Regions from separate parts of the Gasterosteus aculeatus genome. Here region 1 is linked to region 2. Evidence: chromatin contacts called from public Hi-C data. All regions are on one chromosome and are shown on one strand. The core of a region is the stretch at or near the end of the contact, and the rest is flanking DNA. Distances in the headings are between cores, read along the strand shown. Region 1 has its middle 22 kb from the start of fignl2. Region 2 holds the start of stat6 (signal transducer and activator of transcription 6, interleukin-4 induced).

Evidence for each region. Hi-C and Micro-C count contacts between places; a contact is called where the count stands out from the background.
Region 1: a contact with region 2 is called in a Hi-C map of whole body, with 6 times the contacts expected there. The contact joins the enhancer-like site here to the promoter of stat6 in region 2. A contact is called at or near these places in 6 of 6 Hi-C or Micro-C datasets (blood and trunk muscle, liver, skeletal muscle and 2 more).

The regions. Positions count from the first base shown.
Region 1 is chr2:11,350,426-11,354,314 of fGasAcu3.hap1.1, forward strand. No RefSeq gene overlaps it. Among protein-coding and RNA genes, the nearest start is that of fignl2, 22 kb to the left of the region's middle. Within about 2 kb of position 2,061, at least 2 of the 9 cell types and tissues checked have open chromatin away from gene starts, as enhancers often do. A contact at or near this core is called in liver, where this site is marked.
Region 2 is chr2:11,306,318-11,310,374 of fGasAcu3.hap1.1, forward strand. stat6 (signal transducer and activator of transcription 6, interleukin-4 induced) reads right to left here and starts at 2,735. Exons shown (of 19, transcript XM_040192913.2): 1 at 1,636-2,735.

The sequences.
Region 1 (3,889 bases), core at 811-3,310, 43 kb after region 2:
AGCAGATGAATGTATGCAGAAAAAAAAGAATTTCAAGTGTGCTGCTACATAAGTCACTGACGCCAGAACATGTAATCTGACATCCACCAACTTGGAAATCAATAAAAAAAATAATCCATTGCCTCTGTAATCATGTGAAAGGGTTCTAAAAACAGCACTCACATTATATTTGGGCCTCAGTGCTGTGAAAAAAAAGCAATTACTAAAGTGTTAAGTGAAGCGCAGGTGAAAGCTTTTTGCAACATAAAGAGTTGAGGTAAGCTGTTTTTACAAAGCACTGACGTTTTGCATTCCCCATTCAGCGGCCCACCATGTGGCAGACCTACAGAGGCGGCTTGTCGGGCTGTCAGTCAAAGCAACAGTGTGCCAGTGGGAAGTGAACACAACAATGGTTGCGTCTGGTTAATGGGTGAGAGAAATTGCAGAAAATCCTTCATTTCTATACCTTACTACCACACTATCTGTTCTATGTCCTATTCTTCTCTTACTAATAACCACATTCTACCAACACTCAGACCCCAATCAGTAACCCTACCCCCACTCTCCTGTTAACGTTCATTAAAAAAAAAAAAAAAACACTCGCATTCCAATGCTTACGCATGAGTATCGGGGGGGGGAGGGGGAGAGAGAGAGAGAGAGAGAGATCTTAACAGATTGGAAATAACTGTTTACCAGTAGGATCAATGGCTGGCTGGTAAATAATTTGGTGAATTAGAATAGTCGGTGCTGCTCCAACACCCGGTAACTACAACATTGTCTGCAGCCGTGCTGCACCGCAGAAAGACCATAAGAAAGACTTACTTCACATAATTTAACGTTACTTAAACTTTTTTTTTTGTAAGTGACTGATTTCAGTAGCATTGCGTTTGTTACAAAGTCTAACTCTTCATCCCTGGGGCTCTTTTCTTTTTAAAGCTTTAATGGACCATTTTTGTTCATACGTCTTCTTCACTGTCCCATTTGGCTCCTCATAAGTGCATAACTGAAACAGTCTATTTTCCTGTTAAGACTGTCAGGCTCATGTCAATGGAGAAGCAACATTAGTGTCGTACGGTTTCTCTGCCCACTCGTGCTAAGAGCCGCGTCTGGTGTCGCAGCCGAAAGCTTGGAGCCAAAACACAAGGGAAGGACCTGCCCACAAAGAGTATTCTCTCTTCCTAACTACCCTCCATAATCTGGTGGGTCTGACCTCAAACCCGTTGTAAAAAAAGAAAAGAAAAAGCGTGACATATGGTCGGCCTGCCCGTACACAAGACAAGCCCGCGTTGGGCCAGCAGACCCCTGGGTAAAGTCAAATGAATGCATGTAAACATTTAGCTGCATGCGCACTGTGCCGTGATCTCCTGCATGGGCTTAGGTGACCCCAGTCAACATCAATCAGATAGGACACAATGGGGAAAAGGCACACAGGGCAAAAGAACGGAGTCAACCGCACTTCAAATAAGCACACATGTATGTCATTGAGGAAGCAGATCGGTTCTGTTCTCCTGATCGTGGGTAAGCCGGGCACTCCTGCTCCCTCAACCGCAAGCGGCAATTATGAGGAAAACCTCAATGCATGAGCTTTAGAGATGAGTGGATAATCTACTTGGATTTAAGTCTAATCTTCCATTTTTGTTGTCCAAATCAAATCATAATGGGATACATATAGGGCTCATGCACTGATATTATTACCAAGCATGGACAGAAGGAGGGTGACTCACAGACTGGCCAGGGGGTCATTTTAAAAGAATTTGGCAGGAATATGAATATTTTTGGGGGGGATTTAGTTTAGTTCCGCCCAAATGGCTTTTTCAAGAGACGAGTAAAAACTGTACAAGCACAATTCATAACCTTTCTTACAGTTTAGCTCAGAAACATGCGTTGACATGGAATGACTGTTTTGACATCTGCAGGGACAGCATTACCATGTGCGCCTGCCTTCTCAGATGAGTCTCACTTATTCATTTTCATTCTGCTGGAGATGGTCACACCTCCACCACTCTAACATGCTGCAGTTATGTTGTCATGCTGAGGTTTATAATCCACCACTGCAGCAAAGCAACAACCCCACAAAGGTCATGTTAGCCGGAGCAGTGACTCTGCAAAAGCATACCCTATTTCTGCATGGACATAAACACATGAAATCACATGCACACAATCCCACACGTGAGAAGAAACTAGATGCTGGATGGTGTGAGTCGTCTGCTGCAGGCGGCTGTTAAGTTCAAATCTCTCGCTCTGTAAGCCCTGGCCCTCATTTCATTACCACTCCTCCTATCTGCCAGACACTTACAATCCCATTACCTTCTACAGCTCGGCTCAGGCCCGAGCCTCCCTACACAGACACAAACACATTGATCCAACATCTCAACCAGCAAACCACAAGGGCAGACGCAAGACAACCCAGATTCACAAGCAAACAATCAATAGGGAAAGAAGTGCAAACGTCTTCAAAAACAAATTCAATTTTGTATTACTGGGGATTTTACTTTTGATTAACTATCCATACTGTCGGAGTGCTGGGAATGAATGAGACAAACTAAACTATTTCTGACTCTCCACTCCTGGGATAACTCCTTTACCCTTGAGGAAATGACGTGAGCCAATAAAAAGGTACCAAGCATCAATTGGTGTGTGAGGTTTGAGACCACGAGCATTCTTCTTGCTCAGCTGCCCCACAAGCATATCGACCACACCCCTTCGAAAAAAGGCTTGACTCACCGTTGCAAAAGATTTTTGTTGAGTATTTAAGTGACAAGAAAGAGAGACATAAAACCCCTACTGTTCTAGTAAAAAATGGCAAATGACCACCAGCTCTGTCTTCAACTTCCATTTACAGGGCAATGGCCGAGAGAGACGACAGCAGATTCAGTAAAGGAAATGGGAAATGGAGACAACAACATTTAGTGGGGATGCGGTGCACAGAAGCAAATAACGCACGTACAGAGAATTCACAACTAACATAAGCCGCTGTGTTTTTGCAGGCTTCCTTACGTCTCTCCCTCCTCCCCACCCCCGCTAACGGCTCTGCCTTTTCCATCAATTTAAGGGCCGGGCGTCCATGCCCCGAGTGCGCTCACTGGAGCACAAGAGCCTTCAAGAATGGAGCCTATTCAGCCTGCCTACAGATGCTTGCCAAAACAGTCCTCCAGGCTACGGCAGGCAGCAGAAGAGTAAAGAGAGCCGGAAAGGGAGATAGGAATCTGATAGCCTATCATTAACAGCCCAAATAAATGGAAGGAGAAATCTCAGGCCAAAGCACAGCCCACGCGGCCCTGATGTTTATAGGTGATAGCCTTATTGTTTTGTCTCCCGTGGCATTTTTAAGAGCTGCTATGCCTTCACAGAGAAGGTGTTTATTGTTGCAGAGAAATGGTCTAATGTGTTGCATCCACTGTATCTGCTCATTCCAGACCCTCAAACCCCAAGTGAGGTAGAATCCATGTGAGAGCGCTGCATGAGAGTTTCTCATCAATGCAAAACGAATACATCATGTTTGATACACGATTTGTTTACAGGGACATTATTTGTCTTTTCATTCAGATTTAGTTTAAAATAATGAGTAAATGCAACTTTTAAAATGGACTGCCTGTTTGTGTCTTACGACCATCTGAAAGAAAATAAATAGGGATTAGACACAACATAAAACTAAATTTACTGAGACAATTTGATGATGCATCAAAAGAGCTCCCCGCTTTTACACGATGCGAAGTAAAGGAGCGCCCCTGAGCCAAAGAAAAGGCACGGTTCAATACAATATTAATGTATCAATCAGCACCAAGTTATTAAGCAGCAGTTGAGAGAACAGCAGTGACGCCTATGTAAGCATGACCCTCATATGAGCCCGGCACTGAACTCCCCATCTTCTGTAAGAGATAATAAATATATATATAACGAATATAGACTC
Region 2 (4,057 bases), core at 1,485-3,984:
AAACAGGTAGTAAAATCAGCCTAGCAACAGCTCTGTAGTTCAGATGTTAAATAACTTAAATCCAAAATCCAAAAAGCTGCAGTGCAACGTCAACATTCTAACTAAACTACTGCTATGTTCAATTTAGTATTCATAAATGAGCTGAAACCTTTTAAATTGTACCCAGTATTATGGACAAAGATCACATTTCTACAGATAATGAAAAAAATTGTCCATTTTCCAAAATAAAGTCAGAGATGAATGGCTTATCAATCGTAACTTGGTTTAATTGCAGTTTAGTTTCTCTGTAATCTGAGTGAGACTAAACGGCATCTATTGATGTTATTTTGATATATATATATATATATATATATTAAAATCGAATTGTTAAAACATATTGTTTACTACAGCTTTGAAGGACAACGCTAAGCAGTTAACTGTCAGTGTGTAGAAAAGCTTCAACAGTGAATCACAGTAGGAGGAAGCATTTCAAAGCCTGGAATGTGGACCTGAAGTGGATATTCAATGCAGACAAGACATCTGCAGGACCATAAATTGGAATATAAATTGCATCTAGGTACTGAAACCCAGATCCCTTCTGCAGGATAAATCCGTTTCTGAAGCGACTCTGATGCTCAAAAGCACTTTATTCCACAGCAGCTGCTTGAACAAACATAACACTGTATGTTCCTCGTAGTTACTTTAATTATAACCTCTTTATTACCAAACAAGTCCGCCATTACCCTGATTGTCTTGGTTTTTATTTTGAATGCTGAATTTGACAAACGTACCAAGACGAACAGCAACAAAGAACACAATTAATCCTTTAAGTTAAACCTTTTCCAACACTCCGCCCTGTTTACCGTCACGCTGTTTGTCCCCTTTCTGTTTGATCAAATACGGTGATGTGACACCGTGTTTATAGTTCCAACACCATTAGTACCCAATAGATTCCGACGCCACGTGAATGCCACATTAAACAGAATCGAGGTGATTTTTGTAGGAACTGTAACTGAGCGTGGAGGGCGGGCCTAAATTCGTAGAGATTGTAGCTGCCTTGATCGATACAAAACCTCGCATTTTGACGATGGATCAGGATGATTTTGGTACATCAAGGCCACCAGAACACTCCTCAGGGGTCACAAACAACTTTTAAACATAAACCCGGAGAGATGGCAATCACGAGTAACCACCTCTTCTCTGATACTCCTGTTGCTTTACATATCTGCTATTTTTGTATTTCGTTGTATTGCATTACATTTTGCTCTACACTACTACACGCGTACTACTGTACTACTGTGGTCTGTGGTATATAGTATTATATTGATCATCTCAAGCCACTTGTAACAACCCACCCGAGGATCACAGAACACTGAAGCGGTCTTTAGTCTAAATCAACGTTCACTATTCCTGCTACATAAATGCGCAAGATGGCACAGATCGAAATTTACGCCTCTTGTCAGCAAGGGAAAGTTTAACTGTACATAACCACTAGTGCGGGTTTGCATATGTCGTTGACTGTATTTCAGGCCCACACACATAACACAACAGTCCATAACATGACAGAGACACACACGTCGAGTACACGTCGATCTCTCGGCCGCAGTGTTTAACAGGAACAAAAAAACAACAACAACAAAAACCCCACCGACTTACCCTCAGCTAAACGTAGATTTGACACATGGAAAAAAACAAACCGCTGTGGTGTCCCGTGCGCGTCAAGTCCTCCGCCAGCCCGAACCACCTAGCGAGCATTTCCTGCCTCCATCCCTCCCTTCCACTGCACTTCTGTCCCCCCCCCTCCCCTAATAAAAAAAGGCCCCAAAAAGGCCCCGTCGTCGTCACTGCGGTACTATTGCTTTGGCGGAGGAGAAACCACCTTCCGGGCCAACGAGCTGCTTGGCACCGACCACTTGTGCGCGCCGCGCCAAACGAGTTCCACTTCCCTGTTGCGCACCGCGAGCCAGAAGCGAGGGAGCGCGCGCCTCATTTCCTGCCTTCAAGTGCCGACATGACCCGAGACAATCGATCGATCGATCCTCACTCACAAACGCCGTCTGCCGGTGGAAACAACACACCGAACGCGGATTGTGTGCGTGCGTGCGTAAACAGCGAATAGTTTCTCAAATATGTGGTGCTTTGGCCCACTGCGCGCGCGTCCTCACAACGCGGTGTGCGGGCGCTTTAGTTTTTTAATAGCTGATTAATAATACTATTAATAGTGGGAACACTTTTAATAAAAAGTGGCATTTAAGTATCCGCCTTGAAACAGAAAGTACAGAAACTTCCACAGAAAGGATCGGTAGGCGGAGTGAGTCATTTCATGCTGCAACTTCCAGTAAGACCGAGACACATGACACCGCGTCTGCTAATGGCAGCGGCTTCACGCTGTGTAAACACACACAAATAAACGGGGTCGTCGTGAGAGACGGGACGCGGTGAAATGGCGCAGGGCTGATAGCCACGTGGAGCAGGCCGGTTGTTAGATGTTTGTCAAACATCAACGGCTACGTGGAAGGAAAATGTCAGCGTGAGGATCGCGAGGCAGCGAGACGTGTCCTCAAACAGCTCCAAATAGCTAAAGAGCAAAAAGAAAGCTGTTCACAAGTATGTTTACCCTGCACGCTTTACTCAATCAGGAAACAGGGACTGAAAACTGTTGTAATATCCGTAGTGTACATAGAAATACAGTATAAAGAACTGTTGTGACGATAACGCCACAAACGCTAGAGGGCAGCGATGCTCCACTGAAGGTCTGTGAGCTGAAGAAGGAGAACGAGCTTCGGTGACGCACTTCCTAAAATGACAGGAACTCGTTCCTTGTCCTTCAAAGCCTCACGTGACCTGCCGAGTCCTTCATAGATATATATACAAAGGTTATATATATAAAACAAAATATATATTTTTTTAAATAATGTTTTATTTTACTTACATTTTACTACTTAAATACCTTTTAAATGTATATTGTTACTTTTTCTGACATACTTTATAATAACTTTTTTTTAGAATTTTTAGCATACTTGACTGTTACTTTATTCTATATTTTTTAGTTTTTTTCAACTTACTATAACACAACTATTTTTCAACACGACGTGCTATTCAATGAATCTCTTTTACATATATGTTAAGGCTTTTTTCAACATCATGCTAAGTGGAGGAAAACAAAGTCCAAGGAAAAAAAGAAAAGTTTTGACTAACCAACCCATAACAATAACTCCTCTACACAATGCCACACTTGAAAAGTAGTGTACTGACAAAGAACAATGAAAGAAAGAAACCGACCGTACGACTCATTTTTGGCATTTGCCATCATTTTTTTGCTATGACTTTTTTTCACCATACCATATTAGGACTTATTCGACTTGCTATTCCATAACTTTTTTCACCATACTATAATATGATATTTAATTAATTACTTTGCCCTAATACACACTTAGGTTTTTAGACTTTTGTTACGCCCTATGCTGGAACATTTTTCAACTGCTTTACTATTACTTTCTTTTCATTATCACTATTTTTCACAGTATTCTGCTACTATTTTTCGTATCCTTTATTGACATGGGACTATGCTATAGCATACATTGAAATACAGTATTTTCACTCTTTTATGACATGTTTTTTGGCACACTACTACTGTGTATATTACTCTCACTATTGAGAGTAATATAAACAGACTTATTGAAGACCATCGGCCCAGACTCTACTCAAGCATCAACTGGCAGACGAGCTTCTTGGGTTTTACTGCAGGTTTGAAGTCCACATTCATCACTATCCTTCATCAGCTCCGTCAGCAACATTTATCAACTACCTCCAAACCCTTCACTGCTTCCTCACTGAGCCACAACCAGGATCTGTAGAGAGGAAGTCTGTCTGCGCTTTGATAGACAGAAATAACTGAAAACACTGTGCCCAGATGACATGTGTCCCTTTATTGATTGCTGATCCATGGTGCTGATTCATACACCCGTTCATTCACTACTTGTATTACCTTACAGTATTTGTCCTGCTTTGTCCAAACTTGATACAAATATAAAGAGTAATAAAAGTGATTATGTGTGTGATTATACTCGTTTCTTTA